Linked DNA regions of Rattus norvegicus: region 1 is linked to region 2. Evidence: chromatin contacts called from public Hi-C data. All regions are on one chromosome and are shown on one strand. The core of a region is the stretch at or near the end of the contact, and the rest is flanking DNA. Distances in the headings are between cores, read along the strand shown. Region 1 holds the start of Plk4 (polo-like kinase 4). Region 2 holds the start of Intu (inturned planar cell polarity protein).

Region 1 (3,750 bases), core at 252-2,751, 190 kb after region 2:
CAAGCAGCTTTGAGAATGTCAAGCACATAATCAACTTTTTTTGTTTTTTAGATTTTATTTTTATAATGTGAGTATATGTAAGTATAGGTTTGTGTACATGAGTGTCATGCCAATAGAAGCCAGAAGATGGCATCAGAGCCCATGGACTTGGGTAACAGAAGGCAAGCTGACAGCAGGGAGGACTGATGAATATGGCCCTTTCTCCCACAGCAGCAAGCTCTCAATCACTGTGTCATATCTCCAACCCCTGAGAACTGGAACTGGAAAGCATGGGCCAAGCACTTGTGAAATGATGCTTTGTTTGCAGGATAACAATGTGTTCATCTAAATATGTGTGGAGATTGGCTTTAATTTATCTCAAGGATATAACAGTCAAAGAAAATGGTCCCAAATAAGGACCTCACTTAGTCTTTCTAAACTGCCCTTTGAGATCCATTTTTGTTGCCAGACAAACACACACACGCTCCTTCCCCAAGTGCCATTATCTTTGGTTTGCTGTCTTTCCAAACCAGTCTTTTTCCTGTCCTGGAGTCACTGGCATTTCAGGATAACAACCTAGACCTGGATTGTAATACTATTAGGACTTCTGTTTAAAGGAGATAAAACACAGGCAGACTGAGAGATAACACACGATTTCGGGCCTTAAAAACAAGTCATTACTTTTGATCTTTTGCATCTGATTTAAAATCTCAGGACAACTAAGCTTAAAAAAAACCCTGCAGGTTTATTTACTAACAGTTTGTGATTACCTCTTTTCTCTGCTTGTAAAGATCCTTACTACTATTCAAAACAGTTTTCAAGGAAAATAACTTAGCCTAAGTCACATATAATTTGTGAGATTGGTAGCCCAGGTTAACCTGAAACTTGTTACAATCCAAGGACGGACTCAACGAGTGTGTCGCTGTGTCCCAACTTTTAATATTTGCCTGGGCAGGGGATTGCTGGGAGAGAAGGGGCTGGAACCCAAGGATTTGTACGTGCTTGACAAGCATTTTACCACTCAAGTACATCCCCACGCCTTTAAAGCAGAGTCGGTATTTTCGCTATACTATTCATCATCTTAAAGCATCACACATTAATAGCTGTATAAAGGGGAAAAACATAATAGCTGTATAAAGGGGAAAAACTACGAAGGTGTACAAGGTGGGCGGGGCTTATTCTAAGGAAGGTAATCGACTTTACCCCCCCAGGTCAAGTCTAAACACTTATTTGAAAGAATTGTTAGGGAAAGCCAAAGTCCGGAGTATGCTAGGGAAACCCTCTGGTATTGCGCTCTGCTCCCGGCTCTGAAACTGCGTCGTCCTTCAGATCAAAACGTAACCTACCAACTAGAAACATCCACTGTTAGCGTCCGCGTTTTGGTCAGTTTCACACCGACCACTTTCCATCAAACTTGGACCCACTTCCGGACCAGAGCGCGGAAGCCCCTGCCGCGCATGCGCGTCGGTCTCAGCCTCTCAGAAGTGGAGAGTGCTGACGTCACCGCCAGCCTGGCCGGTTCGGAGACCGGCGGGAATTTTTCAAAATGGGAGCATCGATGCGCCGCCCAGGCCTCTGGAGGTACCGAGATAAACTTTCGGTGGCGTTGGCGGCGTCGCCAGCGGCGGCGGCATAGAGAAAGCATCCTGATGGGCGCCAAGACCTGCTGGCTTCTCGGAGCGCTGCCTCGGAGGGACTGCGAGACGGCCGAACCCGGGGCACCGGCGGCTCGGGAACATGGCGGCGTGCATCGGAGAGAGGATCGAGGTGAGGCGGGCGGGCGGGCGCGGAACCGAGGGAAGGTCCGAGTGAGGCGGACTCTGATATTCGGGGACCGACTAAGCTGAGGTGCACCGAGCACTGTGCTGAGGGAAGGTCGGAATACCGCTTGGTACAAACACCGGAGCGGGCGGGCGCAGGCTGAGTTAGTCTGGATGAGGCGCTCGCTCACTCACTGGTGCTCAGTGACACAGGTAATGCGGTGTTCCGCGGGCAGGCGCAGTGACTGGGCAGATTGTGGAGGGACCAGCGAAGCGGCCCGCCCCTGGGAGCCCCGCCCGGAGGGGAGCGCCTGGTACCCAGCAAGTGTGTCGCCAGCTGTGGGCCCCGCCCGGTCCCGGCTCCCCTAGGCGTCGGATTGCCACTCCCGCCTCCAAAGCCGCGCTCCGCCTGCCCCCTCCCCGGGGACGGCGGTTACCGTGGCGGGAGCTGCGGCGGGAGCCTGATGGACCAGAGTTGGGACCCGAGTTAACCAGCTCATTAGAGTCCTTAGCTTCCAACAGGGCTGGAGCTTAGAAAGTCTCTCAGCATCAAGATGCCTTCCACCCCAGACACCTGCATCATCGAGGTGTGGCAGCTTCTTGAACTATGTCCCATTTTCCCCCTGGCCCATTTTACATTCCAGTTCCTACCTAGCTTTCTTGCTTTCTAGTTCTGCGATTCCTCACTTGTAATCTTTAAATTTTTTTAAGGACTTTAAGGTTGGAAATCTACTTGGTAAAGGATCATTTGCTGGTGTCTACAGAGCTGAGTCCATACACACTGGTTTGGAAGTTGCAATCAAAATGGTAAGAAAGTATTAATTATTGTTTCTTCAGTATTTTGCAAGGTACTAAAGAGCAATAGAGGGGTGCTATTCAAAATGCCCACTCTATCTACTAAAGACTGCATGCACCTGCCACCTCCCGCATGTGTGCATATGTAGTAATACATTGCATAATATAATGGATATTCAAAAGACAGTGCTGTTAAGTGCAGCATCTGAATTTAAAGACATTTAAGAGACTCTTAACTTGCTTAAGTGAAGTTTTTATACTTTATAGTGTTCGGGAGACTAATACATTTTGTTGCTATGAATACTTATATGAAAAAGTTAGCAATGTACTTAGAATAATATGCCCATGTGTGGCTGTAGCAGTCCAAGAATATCATTATGGTCAGCCTGTAATCGTGTCTCTGAAGATTTGTAAAAAGGAAAATGCTAAATCCAGGGCCAACCTCTGCTGTCACATAAATGCATTGGACACATTTTGAATGTACTCGGCTAGGTACTCGGCAAGGGTGAGGCACAGATGAGAGTAAATTGACTTCCAAGACCATATAAAAAGGACTTCTTACAATTGTAGATTGTTGTCTGGGCTTAGGGCTACAGCTAGGTGGTAGAGTGTGTTTCTCTAGCATGCACAGGATTCTAGATCAAACTACAGAACCATAAAAATCAAACAAAATAAATCTCTCTTCTTATTTCTAGATAGATAAGAAAGCCATGTACAAAGCTGGAATGGTACAGAGAGTCCAAAATGAGGTGAAAATACATTGCCAGTTGAAACACCCCTCTGTCTTGGAGGTAAGATATAAGGTGTATTACAGTAGTTAAGGAAAGCTGGGTGTTTGTGTAACTGACTGCACCTTCTCTGTTTTAGCTCTATAATTACTTTGAAGATAACAATTACGTATACCTGGTATTAGAAATGTGCCACAACGGAGAAATGAACAGGTACCTAAAGAACAGAATGAAGCCTTTCTCCGAAAGCGAAGGTGGGTGTCCTTTGGGGGTTGGGAGTGGAATTTGTCTCCCTCTTTTTTTCTGTTGGTAAACACTTGACTTTTCAAGATGTGGTTTTGAAAAATGTGCTATTTTATAACATTTAGTAAACATTTTGTTCTGTATTGTTGAGACAAAGACTCTACTATTTTGCCCTTTGACCTGGAATTCACTATATACATGAGGCTGCCCTCAAACTCACAGAGAGCCACCTGCCTCTGCCTCCT
Region 2 (3,717 bases), core at 302-2,801:
AAAAGAATAGACACACCTGTCTGTCCACCCAGCCTGTCTGTGACTCCATTTCTGTAAGAACCCTAAAGGACGGATGAAGTTCAGAGTGTGTGGGGTTGATGAGCATGAGGAGGATCTTGGAGAGAGAACACCAAGGAAAGCCACTGAAACACGGTCCCTACTCCCACACCTCACCTATGAGTCTTTTTGTCTATATTCTTTTTAATGACGTACGGTAAAAGGGTAATTATAAAAATTTTCCTGAATCTGGGAGTCACTCAAATAGATTAGTCAAGTACAGGGAGAGAGTTCCAGACATCTCCCTTTGCAGACAGTAGACAAGTAAAAACAAGCCGGGGCTCATGGCTACCATCTTAAAGCCCAGGGCAGTCAAGCGGTAGCAGTCTCAGGGAGTGAGCCTCAGCATGTGCAGTCTGAGATTATATGTCCACTGGATTTCACAGACACTGTGGATGGCCACTGTATTGGACAGATGCTGTTGATGCCCACTGCTTGCTTGCTTGTGGGAAGAAGTCTCCATTCCTTCTGAGGTCACGGGCATCTTCCTTGGTGATTGTTTTTCCTAGACAGAGTGATATTAGGAGAATAATGTAGGCATTGTAACCTACTGTTGATTACCTTACTTAAATACAGTCACTGTGGTACTGATGCCTTGGTGGCTTGTCTTCTAGCCAGTCAGCTACTGTAAGTGACTAACAGGTGTGTTGCATATACAATGTGTGCACACTGACAAAAGTGGGTTTACTGCCAAGTGGGATGGAGCAAGACTGTGAGATTTCCCCACATAACCCAGAGTGATGGACAATCTAGAACTCGTTGTTCAATTCTGGAACTTATCACCCTATACTCTCGCACCTTGGCTGATCTTTGAAACCACAGGTAAGGGGACCTGGAGAAGTTACTCCTGAAGAGAAAATGTAGTGTATTGTAAAGCTTCAAGTTCATTTCTTAGTTGACTTTGTTGCTAGCTGTATACTCGTTCTTAATTCATTAAGCCCTACTTTTTAACTTAAACATAAAAGAACTATTTACTTCGTTGTATGCAAATATTTAGGATGGCATATGAATAGACAGAATGTAACTGAGTCAGCGATGAAGGACTCAATGGATAGTTATTATGTACCTTAAACATACTTGATGTACCTATTCACAAATCACAAATAAATTAAAAAAAAAGAATTGAGGGATTTTCACTAGCACCTAGAAGTGCATGAATGCAGAGGGTCTTTACCTCTAAGGCACTGTTTGTCAAAAATAAAACAAACAAACCCCACAAAAACTAGCTAAATAGAACCTATCCTTTTGGATCACGATTTTAAAACATAATAGAAAAAAGAAAATAAGATATCGTACAAACTGTCAATATGAAAAGAGTAAAAGAATCTTTGCTTGGCTCTCCCGTGCAAGAGCGTGAGGAAATGCCAAACAGGGAAGTTTGTACTAGCTGTGAAAAGAGCACTTTAGTTTCCAAAAATGCTCCGCCTCTGTACCGAGAAGCTTCCCTGTCTCCCGGGCAACCGGCGCCCCAGCCAATCGCAGCTGAGTACCAGGGTCACGTGACCCGGCCTGGCAAAATGGCGGAGCTGCTGAAGGCAGGGCTGGCGGGCTCTAGAGTCTGATTTTTCTCCCCGGGAGCTCTCGCGACCGAAAGGATGGCGGACCCTGCGAGGAGAGACCCGCGAGGTCGCGCGCCCGAGCTCCCTGGAGACCTGTCCTCACAGGAAGAGGAAGAGGAGGAAAGCGACTCCGACGCCGGGGCCAGCAGCTTGGGCTCCTGCTCCTCAGCCAGCAGCGACACGTAAGGCTCCAGGAAACCGAGGGTCCTCTCTCCTGAGCACACGTATGGGGAGTGGGGTGCTGGCCTGCTTGCTGCGGTCTCCGAATAAAAGAGTCCCTGCCTCTGGGTGGATTCTGTGTCTGTGAAGGATCTCTGTGGTGCTCCTGAACCTTCCCCCGTAACATTGCTTCTTACCTCACTTGTGTCTTAGACTCCAGAGCATTCTTTAACATTTATATTTTTATTACTTTTTATTATATGTACCTGTGTGTCTTTGTGTGGGTATCTGCACATGAGTGCAGGTGCCCACAGAGGCCAGCAGAGGGCATTGGATCCCAGGAACTAGAGTTTCCCGGGTTATGAGCCACCGTGTTGGTGGTTGAAACTAAACTCCAGTCTTCTCCAAGAGCAGCAAACGACCCAACCTATGACTTCCCTCTGCACCCTCAGACTCCAGAGTATTTACTGGAGAGAGACACCGTACACACACTTTATAAAGCAACTATTTTATATTGGAGAGATGTTTCTTGTGGAAGTGATAGCAGAAAGAGGACCCTCGTATCAAGACATCCTCTCTGTCTTCAGCATATTCATGCTGTGTTTTTCTGTTCAACTCCAGGGTTTCTACTTCAAGCCAGAATCCTTGGTAATACTATGAATGAATTATTTTGAGTGACAGTATTTCAATTCTTAAGGAATCTGTCCCTGTTGCTATGGATTAAGGACTTCTTGGAAAAGCCACGGGTAACTTACAGTGAATGGCAGGGAAAAGGTTCAGGCCACTGTGTACACAAAGACCATCGGTAGTTTTAGGAGGACATTTTATTTGCAGTTAGAGCTAGCAGTTACAAATAATTGTGACCATCTTCAACCAACCGTATGTAACACATTCTTTCTTTTTTAGTTGTCACGAAAAATAAGGGAAAACCCTGCTTAAATCCATGCTAGAAGCTTACTACAGATAGATCGTGTTCTTAAAACTCTGAACAGATGTAAGAACATCAACTTTTTATAAGTTGTTGTCATCTTAAAAAGTGATTCAAAATGTTGTAGTTTGTTCTAGATTCACATCTGTTGCTCTGGTAAGAAATTATGACCAAAGGCAACTTTGAGGAGAGGGGAGTTTTTTTTTTACTTAAAATCCCAGATCAGAGTCTATTACTGAGTGAAGGACTTCAAGGCAGGACCTTGAGGCAGGCCTGCTTTGCCATTCTACATAGCAATCCTTCCAATCAAAGAACTCACTTCACAGCCAGAGCTTCAAGGCAGGATGCATGGAGGGCAATGATGGCGGGCCGGCTGGTGGGCTGGCGGGCAGGCAGGCACGCTGGTTAAGCCCAGCTAGCTTTCTTGTGTAGTTTCAGAACCACACTGGCTTGGGATCTACATCAGTTATCAATCAAGACAATTCCTTACATGCCCACAGATCCATCTGATTTAGGGCACTTCCTCAATTGAGATTTTCTTCCTAGATAATTCTAGGTTGTCTCAAGTTGGCAGGTAGTACTAACCAGGACACGGTCATTTCATGAGTTTCCTGGAAGGAAACGGACATTACAAAACCTTATTGTGCTGTGGAAGCATCAGACTGAGGTTCTCATGCTTGATTTCTCTACATCTTAGTCACATACCTTTCTCCTAGGAATAATTTGTACCTAAGTCCTGAAATGACCTCGAGCATCCAGTGGGGTTTTCTTGAGAACCTTGTAGGAAAACCTGTATTTTGTGGTCTGGAATACATGTGTCTATGTCTTTATCACTCATTTACCAACCACTCCAAACATCCCAGTGCCCTTGTGCTGATAGTACACGCCTATTGCCTGTTTCCCACCAACATTCAGATTTCTTTTTTGTCTGTTCCTTATTGGTATGTGTAACATGAAGGAGAGATTGCTGACCTGCCTTGGGAAGTTCAAATAGTTTGTTTTATTAGGTATTTA

What was found. Hi-C and Micro-C count contacts between places; a contact is called where the count stands out from the background.
Region 1: a Hi-C map of hepatocytes shows a contact between it and region 2, with 1.6 times the contacts expected there. The contact joins the promoter of Plk4 here to the promoter of Intu in region 2. A contact is called at or near these places in 4 of 12 Hi-C or Micro-C datasets (the A7r5 cell line, Schwann cells, hepatocytes and 1 more).

The regions. Positions count from the first base shown.
Region 1 is chr2:125,728,979-125,732,728 of GRCr8, forward strand. It overlaps Plk4 (polo-like kinase 4), which reads left to right and starts at 1,502. Exons shown (of 16, transcript NM_001395103.1): 1 at 1,502-1,746; 2 at 2,451-2,546; 3 at 3,230-3,325; 4 at 3,402-3,516. The coding sequence starts at 1,717.
Region 2 is chr2:125,536,222-125,539,938 of GRCr8, forward strand. Intu (inturned planar cell polarity protein) reads left to right here and starts at 1,552. Exons shown (of 16, transcript NM_001421108.1): 1 at 1,552-1,798. The coding sequence starts at 1,653.